Linked DNA regions of Zea mays: region 1 is linked to region 2. The links are chromatin contacts, called in public Hi-C maps. All regions are on one chromosome and are shown on one strand. The core of a region is the stretch at or near the end of the contact, and the rest is flanking DNA. Distances in the headings are between cores, read along the strand shown. Region 1 holds the start of LOC100273309. Region 2 holds the start of LOC100191160.

Region 1 (2,838 bases), core at 106-2,605, 300 kb before region 2:
AAGGCCCTTGATCGTAAAAACAAGATCCGCAGTCACTAAATACCTTCTGAGGTGTTGGAAGTTGTAACCGGACTACAAAGACACTGACTTTTTCTCTTGTTTTATTGCATGAAAAGACAAAAAAAATCTGTATATTATAACATCTGTAGTTAACGACATGATCAACTGTACCGCAACCTGCTCTAGTTTACACAATTATTGGATTCTTCTCGATTTTTAAAGTAATATTCACAGCATGGCAACATCCAACACCTTTTGTGATATAAACCTTAATGCAGCACCAATTTCTCCAGTTACTTGTTCCATCTTCTATGGACTAACATTGTATTTATGTCATATTTGGCTAGATTTTTTGAAATGCTGAAACAAAACACCACCATGAAATGAAGAGGCACATGGAAGAAATGTAACACGAGCACCACAGAAATATGCATAACCAAGGTGCAAGCATAGAAGTAGATGAAATCTAGAGAGCAAATGAGGGACCTCTTTTGTTGAGTAGCTGAGCAAATTTGCTTACTGTCAAGGGAAATCTACAATTAGGATTCAAGGGCTATAACAGATTGCTATCTTGGGATTTTGTGTATAATTAAATCTCAGTACAAAACATGTAGTAGTTCAAAATAGCAACTAATAAGATGGATGGTGCGATTCAGTAACAACTAACAACAATGCTTCAACCTCTAATAATTGTACCATCCAAATACTGGTAGAAAATTAGAATCAGCTTCTGCAGTTAAACGCATAGGGCAGTCATGTAGAATTGATGATATATGTAGCGGGTGAGAGCATGGTGATGTACATTCTAGGCAATCTTTTTAATGCTTATGCAATTACATTTAACTTGGGTTGATCAGAATGCGTATCTACTACTACTACAAGTGACCATTCAATTTGTCACTCTCCTCAACGAGACAAATTCAGCAACAACAGCGAAGGACAAGATATGTGGCTACTGCAGGTTAAAATCATTACTCGGTGCCCTTGAGGCGTAGGATGTTGAACTGCTCCGGCGTGAGGATGGCCTCCCACTCCTCTTCCGACTTCTGCACGGATCCCGGCGGCGGCGTCGACGACGACATCGCCGCCACGCTCGGGGGCCTCCGCCCTGCCGCGCCGTGCAACGCTGACGCCGCCGCGTGGCCCCTGCACGGCCGAGCTGCGCACGAGAGGGGCGCGGATCGAGGGCGCGCGGCAGAGGGCGAGGGTGCGAGGAGAGAGGAGAGCGGGAGCGCAGCGTGCGGCGCCAAGGCAGCGCAGCGGGAGCACGAGCGGGACGCCATCCTCAGCCTCAGCAGACGCTGGACGCACATAGTTGTTTTGGCAGCAGTTAAGTGCAACGTGTCGCGTTCGTTGTCTGATAAGGTTCTGGACGGGCGTGCTTATGGACTGGTGCGTTTGGCAGGAACGTCATCTAAATTTCATCCCCTAAAACAATATTTTCTGTTCTTTACAGCACTCGCTAAAAGATTTTATACTCTATATCTTCTTTATCTCCAACAATATCCCTTAAATTTCATCTCTATATCAACAGTATTACCAGATTTGACATTCTATATTATTTTTTACCGCTCGTCAGCACATGCACAGAAATCAGCACAGTGTATAGAGCACTATCGTACATCCTCTATACATAGCACATGCATGGCATCCTCTAAATTTTAGAGAACCTTTTAGAGTCTCTTGTTGGAGGGATAAATGATCTAACAAACCTCTATATTTAGAGGACATGAGCTTTTACAGATCGTTGTTGGAGATAGGCTTAGGCTGTCTCCAGCAACGTCCCCTAAATTTTATCCCTTAAAAGAATATTTTTTGTCTTTTACAGCACTTTCTAAAAGATTATGTACTATATCTTCTTCATCTCCAGCAATATCTCCTAAATTCCATCATCTATATCAACAGTGTACTAGATTTGACATTCTATATTATTTTTTACTACTCGTTACCACGTGAGCGTACAGACACAAAAAGGATCTGACACGCATGTACCGTGTATAGAGCACCCTCTATAGATAGCGCACATATGCCATCCTCTAAATTTTAGAGGACCTTTTAGAGTCTCTTGTTGGAGGAATAAAGGACCTGACTGTCCCCTACATTTAGAGTACATGACCCTTTACAGGTTGCTGCTGGAGTCGGTCTTAGGCCATGCTCCTCTAAAGGAGGAGCTTGTTACAGAAGCTAGCGCTTTTTTCAAATCGTTTAGCAAAATAAATTCAGCTCCTCATGTAATATATGATTTGATGTATGAGACAAAAAAACATGGTGAAAAATATTTTGTGGAGTAATATTACAACAAAAGAAGATTATGGTGAAAAAATATTTTATAGAGTAATATTTGAAAAGCATTTGCACATCACAATTCACACATAAGTCATACATCACCTCAAGGATTACCTAGAAGCTAGAAAGAAAGATCGCTCTTGCGATATCATCACAAAACATATCCATCGTATGATCATTGGAGTATATACATGATAAGTCAGTTGCATTTCTATATCTGGAAGGTATGGTGGGTACATAATTCAGGTTTCGATCGCACTTATGGAAATCTTTGTATTCTCGATGGTTCTCACGAATATAATTATGAAGGCGCATGGTAGCTACAACAATCATTTTTTGCTTTTCTATGGAGTAACTTGGTATCTTAAGAAGTATACACCACTTTATTTTCACACACCAAATGTGTGTTCTACGACATTCCGAATACTTGATTAAAATATTCTTGCTCACTATTTGGTGGAGGCTCCCTTCTCCAATCAGAAACATGGTAACGTTCAACTTTGTATGGAGCCAAGTACCGGGGGCGATTGGGATAGCCCGCATCTATAGTAT
Region 2 (2,855 bases), core at 169-2,668:
TAATGTCATTTTTGGGCCCTTTACTCGGCGCCGTAGCCTATGGCGCCGAGGTAACACAGCTCGGCGCATAGGCTATGGCGCCGAGGTACGTGCTGCGTTGACACAAACGGACATCGTGGCGCCGACGTGGTACCGAGCTCGGCGCCATAGATCATGGCGCCGAGCTTCATTCTGTACAGAAAACTTGTCTAGCTCAGTTGGTAAAATACAAGGCTCTTAACCTTGTGGTCGTGGGTTTGAGCCCCACGGTGGACATTTTTTTAATACTTTTTGTCTTTGTCACTTATTTTTTTTTGTTGTCCATATTTTTCGTTTATGTCGCTGATTTGTCCGTCCTGATTTATTTCTCATCCAGTTTTTTTTGTGACTGATTTGTTTATTCATCTAGATTTTCTTTATCCGGCGAGCACAGCAGCTGTATATGCAGTAAATTTTAAAATATATCATCCATGAGACGAGTATATAATGGAGTATACTTTTATTTAGTGCAGAAGAAAAAAAGATGAATATGTGTGCTTCTTTTTACTGGGAATATGTTATTATGTATTTAAAATTTATGTTCAAAAGAACTCAATGAAAATATAATATTTTTATTTGATCACGATTGAAGTAAGAGTGTTCTCATTTGATTTTTATTGTGGTTAGCTGAGCAAACAAGGGGAGAAGTTGACAGCTTGTGAGCACTGTGGCACACAGCTGCTGTGCTTGCCGGATAAAAAAATCTGGACGAATAAACAAATCAGTCACAAAAATAAAACTGGATGAGAAATAAATCAGGACAAACAAATCAGCGACATAAACGAAAAATATGGACAAAAAAAAATAAGTGACAAAAACAAAAAGTATTAAAAAATACCAACTATGGGGCTCGAACCCGTGACCACAAGGTTAAGAGCCTTGTATTTTACCAACTGAGTTAGACAAGTTTTCTATATAAAACGGAGCTCGGCGCCAAAATCTATGGCGCCGAGCTCGGTACCATGTCGGCGCCACGACGTCCGTTTGTGCCAACGCAGCACGTACCTCGACGCTATAGCCTATGACGCCAAGTAAAGGGTCCAAAAATGACATTAAAATTTTCTAGGGTCCAAATGTTAATTTTTTCAGATGAATGACCAAAATGCAAAAAAATTCGGTCAATAGTATCATGTGAAGAATTTCATTACTATTCAAAAGGCAGGGGTAGACGGCTGACCCGAACGGAAGTGAGACAAAAAAAAAGGTAACGGATATGCCGGCACATGGCAAAAAAGAAATTCAACACGAGCTAATCACGGTCAATAGGTCTGAATGCCAAATATTTGTAACGGAAAGAATTATAATTCTATTTTAGCAATATTTGAGGTGTTCGTGGTGCTATTTCTTTAAAACACGATGATGACGCGACGCTTGGGGCATAGCATATGGTATTGGAGATGGGCTCCCGGACCCGAAATCCCCGCCGCACTTAAGTACTACAATCCCAGGGGCCAGGCCACCGGCATGTTCGCTTCCATCTGCCGGCGGCGGCTCCTCCGCCTCTGCCAAATCCCCTTCGGCACCGGCGCAATCCCTAGCGACGCCCTCCCCCACTGCCACTCCTTAGCAACCATCGCGGACGCTCCCGTCTCCGAGCCCTGTGCTGCCCTTGTCTCTTGCGGGCTCTCCCCCGCCGCCGCGGTCGCCCACAGGCTCCCAATCCGCTCCACCGCCAAGGCCGACGCCGTCCGCGCGCTCCTCCGCAGCTACGGCTTCACCGACGCGGAGGTCGCCGACCTAGTCCGCCGATTATCGCAGATCCTCAGCGTCGACCCCGACCGGATCCGCCCCAAGCTTGACCTCTTCGCCTCCCTCGGCGTCAAGCCGCGGCGGCTCGCCAGATATCCTGCCCTCCTCACGCGCAGCCTCGACAAGCACCTCGTCCCCTGCATCCAGTTCCTCCGCAACATTCTCAGCACCGATGAGGACGTCTGCCTCGCCATCTCGCGCACCCCGCGCGCCCTCTCGGCTGGCCTGGAGAAGATCATGCGGCCCGCCTTGGACACCCTCCGCCGTCTTGGGCTCCCCGACGAGTCTATCTCGAAGTTAGTAGTCATCGAGATGGGCGTGCTCATGATGTCGCCCGACCGCATATGCCAGATCTTCGAGGCCCTCAAGGAGCTCGGCTTGGGCGTAACGGAGAAGCGCTTTCCTTACGGCATCCGCGCCTTGTGCTGCATTAGTAGGGAGAAGTGGCTGCATAGGGTGGCCCTTTACCGGAGCTTCGGGGTGTCCGAGGGTGAGCTGCAGAGAGCGTTCAAGAAACAGCCGAATATAGTTAACTTCTCTGATGAGATCATAAAGAAGAAGATCCGGTTCTTCCTGGATGTGCTGAAGGTTGAACTAAGCGAAGTAATGGAGCAACCTGCGATTATAGGGTATAGCTTGGAGAGGAACATCATACCAAGGTGTGCCGTGCTAAGCTTGTTGATGAGGGAGGGAAAGATTGGGCCCAACGTCAAGTTGATTTCGGCATTGCTTGGTAGTGCCAACATGTTCTCCACAAGGTATGTATTGAGGTATGCCAATGAGTTGCCAGATGTTGTTAAGGCATACGAGGGTAAGATCACATTTGATGGCTTCAGGGAACAGGATCTTTTAGTTCCACTGAAGCTGTGAGACAAGTTTAGCAAGATTATGTCACAAGTTTAGGCGCCATGCTTTCCAATGCCATTGAGATCATAGCATGCTATGATTCTAACACTGTATTATTGTTATGTTAATTCTGGACATTTTTCACATAACCATCTTTGTAGCATTTCCCTTTTTTTATCCTCGCTAACAAATGTAAAAATACGGATCTTGTGATGCTGTCTTAGTTATTTGATCTGGTGAGC

What was found. Hi-C and Micro-C count contacts between places; a contact is called where the count stands out from the background.
Region 1: a contact with region 2 is called in a Hi-C map of ear, with 2.9 times the contacts expected there. The contact joins the promoter of LOC100273309 here to the promoter of LOC100191160 in region 2. A contact is called at or near these places in 3 of 25 Hi-C or Micro-C datasets (ear, leaf and tassel).

What each region holds. Positions count from the first base shown.
Region 1 is chr8:110,104,234-110,107,071 of Zm-B73-REFERENCE-NAM-5.0, reverse strand. LOC100273309 reads right to left here and starts at 1,355. Exons shown (of 3, transcript NM_001147750.2): 1 at 976-1,355. The coding sequence starts at 1,313.
Region 2 is chr8:109,808,759-109,811,613 of Zm-B73-REFERENCE-NAM-5.0, reverse strand. LOC100191160 reads left to right here and starts at 1,418. Exons shown (of 1, transcript NM_001136596.1): 1 at 1,418-2,855. The coding sequence starts at 1,483. The coding sequence ends at 2,637.